Regions from separate parts of the Mus musculus genome. Here region 1 is linked to region 2. Evidence: chromatin contacts called from public promoter capture Hi-C data. All regions are on one chromosome and are shown on one strand. Each heading gives the region's core, a stretch centred on a gene start, on an enhancer-like site or on the middle of the called end of the contact. The rest is flanking DNA. Distances are from core to core; before and after follow the strand shown. Region 1 overlaps Map3k14 (mitogen-activated protein kinase kinase kinase 14). Region 2 holds the start of Plcd3 (phospholipase C, delta 3).

The links. Promoter capture Hi-C pulls out the DNA fragments that hold promoters and counts their contacts.
Region 1: a contact with region 2 is called in a promoter capture Hi-C map of neutrophils, with 2.9 times the contacts expected there. The contact joins the enhancer-like site here to the promoter of Plcd3 in region 2. A contact is called at or near these places in 7 of 39 promoter capture datasets (the C10 cell line, the HPC-7 cell line, embryonic stem cells and 4 more), 1 of 15 datasets of contacts at CTCF or cohesin (embryonic stem cells), 33 of 484 Hi-C or Micro-C datasets (B cells, the G1E-ER4 cell line, the HL-1 cell line and 14 more), 8 of 115 datasets of contacts at active chromatin or transcription factors (the HPC-7 cell line, embryonic stem cells, microglia and 1 more) and 4 of 9 other capture datasets (adipose tissue, liver, macrophages and 1 more).

The regions. Positions count from the first base shown.
Region 1 is chr11:103,247,032-103,251,030 of GRCm38.p6, reverse strand. All of the region lies in intron 1 of Map3k14 (mitogen-activated protein kinase kinase kinase 14), which reads left to right. Among named protein-coding and RNA genes, the nearest start is that of Map3k14, 18 kb to the left of the region's middle. Within about 2 kb of position 1,935, at least 106 of the 459 cell types and tissues checked have an H3K27ac peak or open chromatin away from gene starts, as enhancers often do. A contact at or near this core is called in B cells, the G1E-ER4 cell line, the HPC-7 cell line and 9 more, where this site is marked.
Region 2 is chr11:103,099,668-103,103,760 of GRCm38.p6, reverse strand. Plcd3 (phospholipase C, delta 3) reads left to right here and starts at 2,103. Exons shown (of 15, transcript NM_152813.3): 1 at 2,103-2,381. The coding sequence starts at 2,231. Acbd4 (acyl-Coenzyme A binding domain containing 4) reads right to left here and starts at 2,073. Exons shown (of 11, transcript NM_025988.2): 1 at 1,973-2,073; 2 at 665-1,079; 3 at 117-235. The coding sequence starts at 198.

The DNA.
Region 1 (3,999 bases), core at 686-3,185, 150 kb before region 2:
ACTAGGTCTGTTCTTAGTGCCTCCAGAGCTGAGACGAACGCGGCAGCCCTTGAAACTGGCATTACAGACGCTTGTGATGCTCTGTGTGGCGCTGGGACCTGAACCCGGGTCCTCTGGACGAGCAGCCAGTCCTCTGAACCTGAGCCGCCTCTCCAGCCCCTTGGGATGATTTTTTTCTTTTACACTCAATTGTTAATTAAGTTGACCAACATATTACACCAATTCCTGTGCCTATTATTATTTCTTACATTCCACATCCCTTTTTCTGGTTTAATTTTCCTCCTTTCCAAAGCATATCCTATAATTGTTCTTTTAGTAAAGACAGTGCCTGTTACCTGAGGTTCTTGTATGTGTGTATATGTCATGTAGAGATTGTTAAGCATCTTTAAAAGGAAAATGAAGGGGCCTATTAAAACTCATCAGCTTCATAACATAAAAATCATACCACCAGCAGCAGGTGGCAGTGCTACTGGATTAGAAGTCTGACTTGTTTCTTGATGATTCAGCACTTACTGACAGACTGGGGACCCCTCTCCCCCCATTCTTAATTCTTGGGCTTCCTGCCTACAAGGACTGAGAAATGCTACCAAATTCAAATAGAAATAGGACCAGTCTTGTAGCTAGTTAATATGGCTCAGTTCCTGGATTCAACAAGATCTGCCGATCCTTGAGTGCCAGGGACACGGACTAAGAATATTGTCGTCTGAGTTCTAGGCCCACATCAGGTTCTCTAGTTGTCTCTGTTTAGTCTCATTTGCTCCAGCAGCTGACTTATCTCTCAGCCTTTGTTTCTTCATCTGTCAAATGGGAATAAGGATAATAACCTCGCAGTAACCGTCAGGTGCATCTACAATACAGAAAAAGCACCTAGCACCGTGCCCAGACTGGTGTAGCCCCTTATGCGGAGTGGTCAGTCGCCAAATGAATGCAGGAGGCCAATGTAAATGGCTTCCCAGGAGGAAGGGTAGGGCAGATCGGGATAAGCGCTCTGTACAGAAGAGAGAGGAGCAGGGAGAGTAAAGGAGACTCAGGCTTGCCCATGGCCACCCAGCTCCACAGGGTAAAGGGACCATTCTGGCTAGCTGGGTGCCAGGGAAGGCAGGGGGGCAAACAGGGCAGAAAGGGAAGTCAGGACAGAGCAGGTGTGGGGCACAACTGGCTGAAGAGCCATTTGCAAGGGCAGCTCGTTCTCGCAGGCACTTGCCCTAGGTTCTCCCTGGCTCTGCTGTCCCTCCTTTCTGTTAGGCTGAAGCTTAGCTGGGCTGGCCTGGTGGCTAGGCCAGCCATAGGCAGAAAAGAGGAAGCATCAGGACGACACTGGTTTCAACCAGTATCTTATTAAGGAAGTCGAGGCACCCTGCTTCTGCTATTTATCCCTCTGGGCATTCAGAGGATGAGTTCTCATTTCCAGATGAAATCGTTTGAGAGGGCTTTGCTCTGGCCCTTCGGTGGACATTTTTGAGATGGCCTGAGAGAGGTTTTGATTTCTCTTTTGAGGAGGGTGAAGGGAATATGGAATGCCTTAGGTGAGGCTGTGGACACCCTGTTTACACGAAGCAGAAACACAAGAGGGCCCCAGCTTTACTCACAGCCTGCTAAAGCACAACGGGACAAAAATGGATTTGGCATCTTCTGTCAGCTAGACTAGCTCCAGCAGGGTGCTCTCTACTCAAAAGAAGTCGGGACTCTGACTTCCAGAGAGAAGTCAGAAAACACAAGGTTCCTGAGGCAGGGGCCAAGATCACCAACACCTCTAGCTGGGTAACCTTTTAGGCATGCTGGGGACTTCTTATTTTTCACAACTGAAGAGGTTAAATAATGCTAGGTGCTTAGTAAATACTAGAGGCTATTGTTCTGCATTGGAGTCGCCCGGCCCTTAATCCTGACCTGGTGTGTTCTGGGAGCTCAGAGAACCTCAGAGCTTACCTAACTCTTTCCATGGTGACCTGGGGTTTTCTGCAGAGGTCCTGGCTTGAGGGAAGGAAGGCCAGAGTGGGTGGGGCGTCCTGTCCACCTCCATTCACGAGGGCAGCTGTTTCTGACAGGAGTTACATGAGGTTGCATGCTACTAGCTTCCATAAGATAATGAGTATGATTTCATTTGACAAAAATACCCCCCCCATTTTTTTTAATAAAGCTAGAAGCTATAGCTTCTGGTTCCCACCCTGGCGTTCTCAGGGTAAGTGTACTTACTAAAAGAGGGAAGTGAAATATGATATATTTTACAAAGGTTATTTTCTCCAAAGGCCAACATTTAAAGTGTTACTGTGGTACCTTTCAGCGAATCACAGACTCATTTAGCCTAAATCTTATTTCTGTCCGAGGATCTTGCTTTCCATCTGCGTTCTCCAGTGTGTACCAGAGGAACTGAATCTGCATCGTATTACATTGTAATTAAATGTCCTGCTGGCTATTAGTAATATAGAGAGGGGTCAAATGGCAGACCTGACCCCAAAAGCTTTGTCAGAATACAGATTCTAAGAGGCTAGAGATGGTTTCATGGCTAAAGAGCACAGGCTGTTCTTCTAGAGAACGCAGATTTGATGTCCAGTTACAGATGCTCGCTCACAACCATCTGTAACTCTGGTTCCAGGGAATCGGATGCCCTCCTCAGGCCTCCACAGGCACCAGACACGGTGCTCAGACATACGTGGAAGCAAAGCATCCACGCATAAGAAATAAAAGTAGAAGGACAGGTCCTGGGACAGGAGGGATGGCTCAGCCATTGAGGGCATTTGCTGGTCTCTCAAAGGACCTGAGTTTGGTTCTCTGCTCCCGGGTGAGGGGGCTCACAACTGTCCTGTGACTCTAGCACCAGCAGACCCCACCGCCTCTTCTGACCACCACAGCATCCCCGATGTGTGTGCAGATAAAATTAATTCATTACTTTTTAAAGGTTCAGATTTGTAGCCAGACGTGGATGGCACATGGTTGCTGCCGTGCAGGGGGCGAAGACAGGGAGGCAGACTTCCAAGAGTCAAGACCCTCAACCATATCTTAGAGTAAAATGATTTCTTGTCACATAGCGCGTGCACACACACACAACATGGTGCAGATGCTGAGGTCAGAGGGTAACTGTGGCAATTGGTTCTCTTTCTCTACGCTGTGGGTTCCAGGAATCAAACTCAAGTTCTCAGGCTTGGCAGCCCCTCCCCAAAAAAATGTTTTCCTGAAAAGGTCTGGGAATGTAACATGCCTCGGAGAGAGAGTGCTTGCCTGATCCGTGTGAAACCCTGGTTTCAGTCCCCACACTAAGAGACAAGCAGATTCTTGGCCTGCAGCCCGGTTCCTCTTGAGTGGATCTAGCAGAAGTGCTTTGTAAGAAGTCATCTGGGGCTGTAACCAACTCCTGCATGGGAAAGCTCACTGTGGGAGGGATGCAGAGGTATGGCTCAAGCATGGAGCCCTGGCCCTGCCCTGGCACACTGGAGCAACACCCTGTGCCCCGTATACACTTGAGCAGCTGGCTGAGCACCATGACCCTTTCCCTGGAAAAATACAAACTGTGTCTTGCTTGCTCTTGTGGCTCCCAGACCTCCTTGAGCCCAAACCAAGAACTGCTCTTTTTTTAAAAAATCATGGAAATATATATAATATATATATATATATATATATATATATATATTATATATATAATTATTTACATCCTGAATGCTGTCCCCCCTTCCCAGTCTCCCCTCCCCTTCGCCTCTGAGAGAGGGCAGTCCCCTCCCCCATATCCCCCTACTCTGTTGCATCAAGTCTCTGCAGGATTAAGTGCATCCTCTCTCACTGAGGCCAGACAAGGCAGCCCTCTGCTACATATGTGCCAGGGGCCTTGGACCAGCCCAGGTACACTCCGAGAACTGCTTATGGTTGATATAGTAGCACCCAGTCACTTCTGCCCCTAGACTCCTGCAGACCCATTGGGCACAGCAAGAGGGCATCAGGTTAGGTGTATGCATCAGGCCTGAAAGGGTGCTGTGTGAACCCCTGCCTTTTCTTTGTGTGGGCTCTGGG
Region 2 (4,093 bases), core at 854-3,353:
AGCCTAGGGAGGAACTTGTTTGTCAACATTTGCAGGGTACAGGCCCAGTTTCATCTCATCTCGGGGTCGGAGCCCAACCATCGTGAACCCTAAAATGCTGATCTGTACAGGCTCACCATTCTTAGGCAGGTTCTGAATGACGCTGACTGCTGCCTGGAACTGTTTTTGACAGTCGGGCTCTTCCTTCTCGGTACCCATGCTGCTTCGAGCTCTGGAGCCCTACTTTGAAGCGACTCTGCAAGAGTGAGTGTCAATGTGACCAGGCTTCATGGTCCACGGTGGCATCCTAAGTAAGCCACCGGACCGGTTCCCAGAGGGGCAAACTTAGTCCTAAGAACGGATCGCTATCCCAGGAGGCCAGAAGTTGAGCTGAGAAGGCTCCTTCTCCTACCTCAAGGCAGCGCCAATGAGGCCAGGGTGGCGAGGACCACCAACTTGGCCATGAGTGGGAGGGGAGGCAGGTGGCAAGGGTCTCAGAGCCACGTACGTCCCCGGATGCACCTCTCTAGACACCCATTTCCAATTCCTGAACAGGCGAATCAGCGAACGAGGAGGAGTCAGGATGGGACGAACAGCCTTCAACCCTGGCTCCCCGCGCCCCAGCCTCTCACTCACCCCTAGGCGCCCACTGCCAGGACACCAGGGTCCTCTTCTCATCACTCACCAGAGGCTTCCGATTGACCTCTTGTTCCAGAGGGGCAGGGATAGGGCGGGATACAGAGCTAGGAGAAAAGCCAACCAGAGGCACCGTTTCGTATTGGTCTTTTATACCCTAACCAGTAAGGAAGGCTCTTTCAAGATTATGCAAATAATGCTATCCTGCCTCGCCCAGCCAGGCGGGGCTAATTTATGGGTGGCACTCCGCACCGCGCGACAGCCCGAGGCGGGCTGCAGCGCCTCCCGGTGGACACACTGATGGTCGCAGAGTCCTCGCGCCCCCTGGTGGAAACCCACGGGAGTGGGTTGATTGATGCGGGCTCCGCCTGTCCGAGGCACCTCGACTCAGCTCTTGGAACACGTCTACGCTGGCAATAGAGGAGAGTCCTGGAGCCCGGCGTTCCGCAGAAAGGACACTGGAGCTGAGTTTTGGAAAAAGTAAGAGTGAACCAGAAAAATAACAACAAAAAAAAGGAACACTCCTGGAAGGAATCAAGAGATCAAGCAGAGGCGAAGGTTTGACAAATAGTAAGCAAATTTAAGATCGCAGTGGTGATGGGGACTTAAGCTAGTATGAAGAATTGTCGGGACTTGGATAAATGAGGAAAGAATACAGCGGGACAAGTAGATGGAGATTCTAGGACCCGAAACTCGCTACTTTTAGCGTGGGAAGCCTGGCTGTAGGTCGCGTCCAAGTGACAATATTCGACCAGCTCGCTGCCCCTATCCAAAGCTCGTGCTTGAAAGCCACATGCACACTCCACCCTTTCGCATTCACAAGGGTACGTCTAACACTACACCGGCACCCGTACAAGGAGGTTTTCCTTGGCTGACGTCATCAACACCTTGGCAGAGTGTTGTGCAGATCCCTTGACCAAGGATGGAGTGTCGCTCTGGGGTACCAAGCTTCTGGAACTCTAAACTTAGTCTCATCTTAGTCTTCAGATCGGTTGGCCGCAAGGCATCCACCTTTGAGGACTGGCTATTGGCCCCGAGCCCGGAGATTAATTCATGACGTCACTGCCCGAGCCTCTCGTCCCCATTCCTGCGCAGCTCTGCTTCAGAATTCTATGGGTTTCCTCCGTACTAGGACCCTGTGGCCCGGGACGATCTCCTATAGATCTGTCCCTTGTCTGGCTCCCTAAGGGACCCGGCTAAGGTGGATGGACTAGGGTCCTGAGTTCCCAGAAAAAATGTGTCTGCGCCGGAGGACAAACCTATCCCTCCGGGAAATTCAATTCCCTTCAACAGGGACTCTGGCCAATGGTAGAAAGGAGATCCGGGGACCTCTAAGGAAATGGAAAGACCGACTCACTAGTAGGGGCGAACGCGTAGACACCAGGGCGCGCAGCTCCAGGCCTGGGGTCCCGCAGGCGCCTCGCACCGCCTAAGTTCGGCCTCGCTCCGCCCACCTCCACCTCGTCCCTCCCTCTCTCCCTCCTCCCGAGGTCTCCTCCTCCTGACTCCTAGGGCGCCGCTAAGTTTCTTAGCTCCGGACCGCGCCGCGGGCTGTGTTCCCGTTGCCCGGTTCTCACGCACAGATCCCGGGCCTGGCCCTGGGCCCTTCGAGACCATGCTGTGCGGTGGCTGGAAAAGGAGTCGCCGCTCGCCGGAGGAATCCCGGGTGTCCGCCCAGGTCGCAGCGCCCCTCGCGTTCCCGCCCTCGCCCGCGTCGTCGGACAGCAGCACCAAAAGGCCTGGGCTACGGGCACTGAAGAAGATGGGTCAGTGACACACAAGGATGGGTCCGGGTGGGCGCGCACTGTCTCTAGGGACAACCTGGACGGAGCGGGGTGTACGGGCCACCTGGTTTGCCAGGGTGCTTGGAATTGGGGAGGATCTGACCAGGAGCACCAGCACTGTTCCAGTTGGGGTTCACACCTGGGGTCATCAGACTTCCAGGCTGTTTTAGAAGGCTTGGATGCCCCCGGTGCATTCTCACCGGGAGGCGCTCGCGGGGCCGTGCTGGGGTGAGAATTTGGGACTCGGGGCATGGATAGGGTTGCTGGAGAGTGAGGAGAATGGACTGAGAGATAAAGCTTGGAGTTAGGTTGGGGATGTAGCTCAATCGGTAGAGCTCTTAGCTCTGGGTTAGATCCCCAGTATCACAACGACTTACTGTTGTTAATCTCCCAGCACTGGCGAGGTGTCAGTAGGAGGATCAGGAGTTCAAGGTCATTCTCTGCTACAAAGTAAAGTGTGTGTGTGTGTGTGTGTGTGTGTGTGTATGAGTCTGGGGTCTATGAGACTCTGTTTCAAAAAAAAAAAAAAAAATACAATGCCAGGCAGTGGTGGCGCGCGCCTTTAATCCCAGCACTCGGGAGGCAGAGGCACGCGCACGCGGAGGTACGTACATTCATCTCCCAAGTGCTACTTGAGGTCTGTGGGCATCTTACAGCACCTGCTGTTCTTGATCCTGAGGGGCTGTTTACAGATGGCCTCTGCGAGATTCTAGACACCCAAGCCAGCCCTGTAACCCTCAGGTCTTCTCTGCCAGCAGTAACAAAGCCCTGGCAAGACCCGGGGCAATGGTGCGAAACAGTCCAGCTTCCTATTTCAGAGGTGAGAGGGAAGTCACTAGTCTTCAAGGAGCCCTCGAGTCGGCTCAATACCGCTGTGGTTTGCAGGTGTGGTGCTAAGCTCACCTTCCTGAGGTAGGTGTCCTGCACCCCATTTCACAGAGGAGGAAACTGACTCAGACATCAAAGAATCTAGTCGGGGCCACTCAGACTGTGTGCCATCCCAACCTACACGCTCAGAGTCTCGGCAAAATGGGACTCCCTGGGCTTGAACAAGGAGCATTTTATAAACTGTGAAGTGCAGGAAACTGAAGTGGTTTCTCAGGACTGTCAACCTGGTGACAGAACTCAGGGGTCCCAGATGCCAGCCTCCCCGGCTTCCCTCTCAGCTGTGCCCTCCTCTTCCTCATTCCACCAGAATGTATTGGATGTCCTCACCATGAGCATTGTGCCTGGGGCAGCTCTTCATCCTTCTCCGGTCCAGTCATTCAAGAAGTCAATATTTACCTACCATACAACAACAAACACAGCACACGCGGGCCTGTCCAAAGAGAGCTAAACAGCTCAGTACTGCTGTCAGAAGACGGACCTTGAGGGAAAGAGTCAGGGAGGGAGGAGCGGACTGTGATGCTGGGGAGGCAGAGAGGACCCCACTGAACCCCAGAGCTGGATGGAAGCTCATGTGAAGAGGAGAGAGGTAGACAGACACCTTAGAGTTTCTCTGAAGTTTGGGTGGTGCTAAGGGTCCCAGAAAATCCACTGGCTGAGTTAGAGGAGCAGATGGATAATAGGGTGGTCAAATAGGGCTGAAAGGAGGCAGGGAGTAGCTCGTGAAGAGGTGTTGGGGTTCAGGTGAGAGAGGCACAGAAGAGGAGGACGCACAGGCACGAGGAGGAGACAGGGTGGTGGCTGTCTAA